Regions from separate parts of the Mus musculus genome. Here regions 1 and 3 are each linked to region 2. A link is a contact called in public Micro-C and promoter capture Hi-C data. All regions are on one chromosome and are shown on one strand. The core of a region is the stretch at or near the end of the contact, and the rest is flanking DNA. Distances in the headings are between cores, read along the strand shown.

Region 1 (2,700 bases), core at 14-2,513, 2.6 Mb before region 2:
CCGGGGCCGTAGCTTTCGTCTCGGAGACCTCTCTGCACTGCACCGTCCGAGCACCCTCGGCACCCCAAGCCGCCACACCAGATTCTCCCGGGTGCGGCCTGCTGCTCACCTTGCTGGACGTCACCGTTGCTGCCCCCAGGGATGGGCACGCTGAGCTGGCGCTCCGGCTCCGGCAGACAGCGCAGGCAGAAGGAGTGCAGGCAGGGGAGCAGCTTGGGCTCCGCCTCGCGCCGGCTCTGCAAGCTCTGCTGACACACCGCGCAGGTGTCCAGAAGCGAGGCTGGTGGTCCGAGAGGTGGCCCCGACGAGGAACCAGGAGCCGGGGCGGGAGCGGGGGCCGGGGCCGGGGCCGGGGCCGGGGCCGGGGCTGGGGCAGCAGCTGGAGCCGGCGTCGATGCCGCGCCTCCGGGGACCGCGGAGCCCACTGAGGCCGCGGGGACCGAGGCGGCCGGGGCCGAGCTTGAGGAGGCCGCGGCCACCCCCCCGTCGTCGGGCCCAGCCGCACCGCCCTCCGCGCCAGCCCTGCCGCCTTCCTCCTCCTCCTCCTCCACCAGCACCGCGGCGAGAGGCGGCTCCGCCTCCTGCGCCGTGGGCCCGGCGGCCCCGGCGGTTACCGGCGCGCTACCGCTGCCCCCGCCGCCACTCTCTGCCTCACCGCCGCCTTTGTTTTCCGCCATGTTTTCCTCTTTGAACCCGCCGGACCGCCCCGCGCCGCCCGCCGCTCGCGCCGCCGCCGCCGCCCCCAGCCTCAGCCGCAGCCACAGCAAGAGCGGCCGCCGAGAGCGAGCGAAGTAGCGAGCGAGCGAGCGAGCGAACGCACGAGAGCGCGCGCGCACGCGGCGCCCCCGCCCTCGCGTCGCGGGGCGGGAGGGGTGGGCACGCGCACGTACGCACCGACGTCCTCCGGAGGGAGGCGGGAACTCCGGCCGCGCGCGCTCGCGGGACAGACCGCGATGCAGCTCCGCGCCTCGGTGTGGTCTGTTGCCACCCGGCTGGAGTTGTGTAGCTCGGTAGGAGCTGGTGGAACTGGGTCTCTATGATGTGGCTGCTAGCGCCGAAGCCGCGGTGGTGCGGGAAGAAGGGAGGGAAAACATGCAGGAGTAGGAGGCCGGCTTGCGTTCGCCCCCGAGCGAGCGTCTCCACGGCGACGCCATCCCCAGCGACGGGCGCGCCACCGCGGAAGCTTCACCTGTCGCGCGCTTGGTCGCGGAGGCCTCCTACCGAGGAGGTGCGGACCACCTGGGTCTTCGCTGGGTGTTGCTGGACCGCGTTCTCTAGAGGGCTGTGACACCCGAGAGCGGCTGCGCAGAGTTCCCCCCACCACGTACACACACACCCCAAAAGTCTCCAGATATAGGCTCCTGCGGTGAGACAGAAGTCTTCTAATAGCTATTTTTAGCTTCTTAAGGTGATTCTCCAACGTTGCTACATACCTGAAAGCCAATCAAATGAGCTTTTTTCTAAACAGAGATGCCAGGGCCACACCCCAAAACAGAATCAGGAAGTTGAAAACCAGATGAATGTTGAAAAGTCCCTGCGGCTGATGTGCCAGTTTGGGAGACCATGTTTCTAACCAATATTATATCCCGAGAATCTCACTCGGCGTCCCCGGGTGGGCCAGCTGACTGTCCTCACCACCTCAATCTTAGAAGCTTTATGAAAGGGTTTTGTTTTGTTGGTATCGGGCCTCTCCGCCTCAGGCTGCCATCAGACCTTCATTTAGCCAGTGCTGCCAGAACAAGTGTAACTTGATATAGTGCCCACCTGTAGTCACCTGCAGGGAGACTGCTGAGTTCCTGGCCAGCTTAAGCATCAGGCTTCATAGGGAGACCTTGCCTCCAAAAAGAAATGGGGGAGGGGAAATGATGTAAGTGCAACAGCTGTTTTAATGTGAGTCTCACAAGCCCGTCCTAGACCGTAGTTATACAGGAAATTTATTTGGGTGAGTTTTTAAATTCACAGAAAAGCGTTTTTCATCAATTCCTTCAAAATCTCTTCTGACTTTCGTGTTAAGATAGAAACGTTGGGGTTCCTGCAGGAGAACAAAGAAACTCTCTGCCTTCAAGAAGTTGACAGTTTAGAGGATGAACATGGAGAGTATGTCGGGGGAAATGATAAATGCTTTGGAGTAAAAATAAGGCGAGTGTAAAGGATTTGTGCTGATTGAGCAAGGGCTCTGCTGATAAGGTGAAGAAACCTGGCTTGCACAAGAGTATTCCAGACAGGAGCAGGTGGCAAAAAACAAAGGGCCTAAGGCAAACAGAGACCCTGGAATTAGTGTGAGAGGAATGGCTTCAACAAGGAAAGGAAAAATAGGAGATAACACTTGTGGTCGTTTGAATAAAAATGGCCTCCATGTGGCCAGGCCTGGTGGCCCACGCCTTTAATCCCAGCACTCAGGAGGCAGAGGCAGGTGGATTTCTGAGTTCGAGGCCAGCCTGGTCTACAAAGTGAGTTCCAGGACAGCCAGGACTACACAGAGAAACCCTGTCTCAAAATAACCAAAAGAAAAAACAAAAACAAAGAATGGCCTCCATAGTTTCATTTATTTAAATGGTTGGTCACCTGGGAGCAGAACGGCTTGAAAGTATCAGGAGGAAGTATGTCACTGAGGTGTGCAAAGGTATGCAAAGAACACATTAACTTCCATATGCTTTGTCACTAAGTTCAAAAACCACAAGTATCAAAGAGAACAGGATT
Region 2 (2,798 bases), core at 84-2,583:
GTAGTTCTGAATCCTGCCAAGGGACATGAAGTTTTCCTTGATTTCTAAGGCTGACTTCCCACCCCTGCCATTTATGGGCCTCCTCTCCAATTGCCAGCTACCAGTTAGGATGTGTGCAAGGAACAGAAGGTAAATTTAAGAAAAAAAAAAAAAGCTAAATGCAAACTAGATGCAAGAATACATATGCATTGCTAAGAAGCCTATATTATACTTTATCACAACCTGGTTCTTCTCAATATTACAGATAACAGAATTGACTCAGATTGTTTCAAGCCTCAACTTCAACAATATTGTCCTTTTGGGTTTTAACACCTGCTCATTCATTCATCTTTGTTATCTTTGCGGGGGGAATGGTAGTGGTGGTGGTGAAGATGACTATAGAGTGTATATATAGTCTTGGGACTGAACCACCAGGAATCTCCTGTCTGACCTAGGTCGTCCGATTCCTCAGAAAGGAACCCAGTAGAAAGCGCAGGGCTGCCATTTTAACACGAATCCGGCACGTGGCCGGTGCCACCTCCTTCTTCAACCAGCCTCGCGTGCCCAAGAACGCGTGGAAGTTTGAGACCTTGATGTTGAACCCCGGCCCCGAGTCACTGATAACTGAGGGAGGCATCAGCCTTGGCCCCCGTAACCCGTCAGTCCCAGGAACCCCACATTCCAGCGCCACTTTCGCGATCCAAGCGCCTGGTCCTCCTCGTCCGGCCGCCGGGGCTTCCGGGGGCTCCGGGCTCTCGGCAGCGGCCAGGCCCGAGCGGCCCGGCGGGCGGGGGAGGGGCGCGGCGGCCGGGAGCGTGCGCGCGCACCTCACACTCCGCCGCCCGGGGACGCCCACTCGCGAGTCGGGGCGGCTAGCCGGGCCCGCGCCCCCCACGGCCGAGCCGCTCGGCCCAACCGGTGTCGGCCGCGCAGCCGCTCTGTTCTCCTCCGGCCTCCACAGGCCAGGGACCAGCCCAGGGCCGCGGACCCGCGCCGCAGTCAGCGCGAGCGTGCGAGCCACCCGAGGCCGGGCCCTGCCGGAGCCGCCCTGCGGCCGCGGGAGGCGCGGCTGCTCGCTCGCGCGCGACCGGCCGCCCTCCCTCCCGCCCGCCTCTCCCAGGCGGTGCGAGGAATGAGCCGGCGCCGGCCCCGGGCTGTCGGTCTGAGGGCCGCGGCCCGGCTACCTCGCACGCCGCCACCGAGGCGCAGGGGCTCGGCCGCCGCGGCTGGGCTCGGCCGAGAAGCGGGCGGCGGGGCTAGCTGAGGAGGAGGAGGAGGAGGAGGAGGAGGAGGAAGAGAAGAAGGAGGAGGAGCCGGGTGGGGGCGGCCGCTCGGCTGAGGAGGAAGTTCCGCTCCTGACAGAGCGCGCGGCGGCGCGGGCGCTGTAGTGTTCGGGACGCCGTCGCCCTCGCGGCCTCGGCTGAGGGTCGTCGCTGCTACGCCCGGCGCCGCTGCTTGGAAGCCGCGGAGGCTGCGGAGCGGTGGAGCGGAGGAGGCTCCGGAGGGGACCGAGTGGAACCGACCTACTGCAACTCGTCGTCTTCGCCGGGCGCCTCCCGGGGCGGGCAGCCGCCTCTGAGCATCGCGCCGGGGCGCGGGCATGGCAGAACCCACCTTGCAGCTTCTCTGCGGTGTGGCTCGCCCGATCCACTCTCGGGAATGAAGAGGAGACTCGCGATCATCCGGTGAGGCACCGAGAGCCAAATGGCGAGAAGATCTGACGGGACAGAAACCAACGATCGCTTGGGAGGTCACCCGGGCTTCTGGATGTAATCGGAGAGCGTGAAAGAGGTGGCCTCGTAAATAATAATAATAATAAAAAAGCACAACAATCCTTTGAGAGGAGGGAAATTGAGTTTATTCTTTTTTTTTTTTTGGCCGAGGTTTTGAGAAACGGTTCGATGTGTTGTACGTTTGATATAAGATGAGAACTTTATAAAGTATTCCGTCCAAGAGCCTAAACGATGACTACCCCAGCGCTGCTGCCCCTCTCTGGTCGTAGGATACCACCTTTGAACCTGGGGCCGCCCTCCTTCCCACATCACAGGGCTACCTTGAGACTCTCCGAGAAGTTTATCCTTCTCCTCATCCTTAGTGCCTTCATCACCCTGTGTTTTGGGGCATTCTTCTTCCTTCCAGACTCTTCAAAACACAAACGCTTTGATCTGGGCTTAGAAGATGTGTTAATTCCTCACGTAGATGCCGGCAAAGGAGCTAAAAACCCCGGCGTCTTCCTGATCCATGGACCCGACGAACACAGACACAGGTTCGTTTGTTACTTAAATTATGGTACTTCCTTTTGGGAGAGCAAGGTACAGTTCACTGCTTTCTTGTCTCTCCCCCCTCCCCCTCCTGCCCCTGTGAATGATCAGGGTGTTGAACGTTGTTGGTTCAGAGCTGCCTGGGTAGAACCATACATAGACTGGAAGGACTCCTAGGGTTCCTTGGTTTTTCCCGGCAGAACGAAGTGTTCAGTCAGACTCTTCTGCTGTGGACAGCAGGGAGCGGAGATACAGGGAGTCAGCATGCGCGTATTGAGAACGTGTTTCTGCCTTTCTGCCACCATGTGAAGTCACTGAATCTTGACAGCTTGCTAGACTTTGCTCAGCCACCAAGTCCCAATCTCTGGCTTGTGCTCTGATTTTTTTTTTTTTTTTTAAATGTTAAAAGGTGGGGTGTGTATATCCCTAACCATAATTTGGCCAGTTATTCTGAATTGAGCCCTTGGCAGGGTATAATCAAGATGAAATGAAATGGAAGCTCTGCTTCCAGCCTTTAAGTCATTTCTAGATCTTTACCTAAAAGGAGACTTTGGAGAC
Region 3 (2,866 bases), core at 150-2,649, 2.7 Mb after region 2:
GCTGCCTGTTACAATGAACAAAGACCATACTTTTCTGAAACTCATCCCTTCTCTGAGGAAATGTACTAGAGTTTTTCTGGTAAAAGTTAATTGTTCTTGAGTAAAGGGGGACCCTACCAGTTCAACAAACCAGTACAAGACATAGCCCCACTGGAAGCACAGACTTCAAACCAGTACAAGACATAGCCCCACTGGAAGCACAGACTTCAAACCAGTACAAGACATAGCCCCACTGGAAGCACAGACTTCGAACCAGTACAAGACATAGCCCCACTGGAAGCACAGACTTCAAACCAGTACAAGACATAGCCCCATTGGAAGCACAGACCAAACCGCTGCTCCTGCCCTGAAACAACTTTTCTGAACATCTTTTAAGTGCTACGGGTTTAATATACATTCTTTTAATTAATCCTATTAGCTGGGTAATTTCATCCCCATTTTATTGGTGAGTTAATACAGAAGATTTGAATCCAGGATTACAGAGCTGGACTCCAAAGCCGAAGTTCTTTCCATACAACATTCCAAAGAAATGTAAAATCTAAAGATGTGGGTGGAGTGGGTAAAATATGATCCGATTTCCTTTCCTGGCTCCCACCAAGTTAGCGAGGGGGCACGGAATATCCCACCATAACAAGCCTTTCTAAGCAAGCACTTCGGATCAAGCAACGTCTCCACTTTTCCTCGCCTGCCCCTGCCCCACCCCCAACGGTGCCAAAAGAGCAGCAAGCTGCTGCCAGGTTGGAGGAGTTGGGGATCGTCACACCACATTCCTGGGGCTGGACGCACACTGGAACCGCAGCAGAGCTCCGCGCCTCGGAAAGAATAACAGCAGTTGAGATTTTCAATCATGTGGCTCAGCACGCTGCCACACCAGTTCCCCCACTGCTGCCTCCACCTATCCAAGACCTAAGCCCCACGCCCAACTCCTCCTCCGGACAAACCGACCGATCCGGGTGTCAAAAGCTGGGAACGCCGCAAGCCCCCGCCGCCCTCCCGACCACACTCGCACCTCGGCCCGCGAGCTGCTCGCCCGAGACCCCGCTAACGCGGAACCCGGGACGCTACGCGTTGCCAAGACTCGAGGCCCGGACGAGGCAGTTTGGAAGACGCAGTCCCCGTAGCGCAGAGACAGAGAGGGATGGTCTCCCGGGCGCCCGGTACTCACCGTGCGCGGGGCCCGCGCCGCACAGCCAGAGCCACAGCAGCGCCCGCAGCGCGGCGGGACGCAGAGCGGGCATCTTCGGGGCCGCAGCCAGAGCAGATCCGCATGGGGAGCGGGTCCCGACCAGGAGCCCGGCTCTCGCGTGCTCTACCCTGCCCCCGCGGCTCGCTGAGTCCTGGAGCTCCCGCTGCGCCGCCCCTGCACTCCGCGCAGCCAGGCCGCCGCCCGAAGTTTGGCTGAAAGTTTCTGGCTGCGCCGCGCGGCTGGGCGGCCCGCGTGTCCTTCCGCCTCGGCCTCCTCCCACCGCGAGGCTCCGCCCCCGTCGCCGCCGCGCGCCCAGGGGTTTCCCGCAGAAAGAAGCGCCGGTCCTCTGCGCGCGGAGGGATCTGAGTGAGCAGCACCCCGTACTCCGCCCGCTCGACCGCCGAGCCCGCCCATGAGCTCGGAAAGGGGGGCGGCTGAAGCGCCCAACATCAAACACTAGGGTTTACCCGGGTCCTGAACTTGTAGAGAGAGGCAGACCTCATGCCCCACACACCCACCCACACACTTCTTGGCTGGTTAGAGGAATGAGGGAGAGCAAAAACGAGACTGTCAACGGAAGGCAGAGGGCAAAGGCGCCAAAGTACTCTTAAGAGGACATTCCTTAAGATGCTCTGGGCATTTCGTTCATTCATCCGTCCATCCACCCACCCATCCTTGGTTCTTTTAGTGAACTTCGTGTAGCAAGGTGCTTGGGACACTGGAATCGTCCGCTCTAGGGTCTAGAAGAATTTAGGGGAGGCTTTCAAGAGACAGCAGGAGCTTGAAACTCTAGTCAAAGGTGTAGAAAATAGAAAGAAGAACCAGGAATACTCTTTATAACCTATTAATAGCTGCGAGTGAAGAGTAACCTAAATGCCCCACCCTTAGGGACTAGATGAATAATGCATAATTATAAGTGCAATACAATTGAAAATACCATCTTCATATACGTCAGCCGTAAAACCAAAATGATGATGAAAACACGAATCGCAGAGCGAGACTCTAAGAATGCCATTTACATATAAATGTTTCCAAACAACACTGAACATTGTATGGACGTTTGTGTGCATAGTTTTTAAAAGATAAAGCTATTACACTAACAATTTCCAAAGTGGGAGAGTGGAGGGTGTGATCTGTCTTAGGAATAAATGCATTTGTAGAACGAAATTGGCAACTACGAGGAATTGCATAAGTAACACAGGACTGTTTGTATTTCTGTCTTGACTACACGGGGAAGTCTTTATGGCCCAGGATCATGGCCTTCATCACTAGTGCCTATCAATTAGTAGATGGTGACCTAGAATGCAGAATACCGTTCAGCAAGTGCAAATGGGTGTGAACATTAAAACTGCAGTTTAATAAGCACTATAGAGTCTGAGGAAATGGATCAGCGGGAAAGAGTGCTTGCTGTGCAAGCACGGGGACCTGAGTTCAAATCTCCAACACTCACAGTGAAAGCCAGGTTTGACTATGCACATGCCTCAAACAGCTGTAGGGAGTAGAGTTAAATGAATCTCTGGGGCTAATTAGCAGGTAGCCCAGTTCCAGGTTCAGTAAGAGATCCCCCCCCCCCCAACCAGGGAATAAGTTAGAGAGTAATAGAACAGGATATCTGATGTCCTCTGACCTCCACACACATGAATATATACATACACATATACAGCATATATCATACATATA

Evidence for each region. Promoter capture Hi-C pulls out the DNA fragments that hold promoters and counts their contacts. A called contact is a pair of places that touch in the nucleus more often than the background predicts.
Region 1: a contact with region 2 is called in a promoter capture Hi-C map of liver, with 4 times the contacts expected there. The contact joins the promoter of Trim33 here to the promoter of Man1a2 in region 2. A contact is called at or near these places in 1 of 39 promoter capture datasets (liver) and 1 of 9 other capture datasets (adipose tissue).
Region 3: a contact with region 2 is called in a Micro-C map of embryonic stem cells, with 5 times the contacts expected there. The contact joins the promoter of Notch2 here to the promoter of Man1a2 in region 2. A contact is called at or near these places in 1 of 39 promoter capture datasets (pre-B cells) and 1 of 484 Hi-C or Micro-C datasets (embryonic stem cells).

The regions. Positions count from the first base shown.
Region 1 is chr3:103,277,856-103,280,555 of GRCm38.p6, reverse strand. Trim33 (tripartite motif-containing 33) reads right to left here and starts at 1,263. Exons shown (of 20, transcript NM_053170.3): 1 at 110-1,263. The coding sequence starts at 677.
Region 2 is chr3:100,684,008-100,686,805 of GRCm38.p6, reverse strand. Man1a2 (mannosidase, alpha, class 1A, member 2) reads left to right here and starts at 1,333. Exons shown (of 13, transcript NM_010763.2): 1 at 1,333-2,245. The coding sequence starts at 1,944.
Region 3 is chr3:98,012,071-98,014,936 of GRCm38.p6, reverse strand. It overlaps Notch2 (notch 2), which reads right to left and starts at 1,399. Exons shown (of 34, transcript NM_010928.2): 1 at 1,166-1,399. The coding sequence starts at 1,238.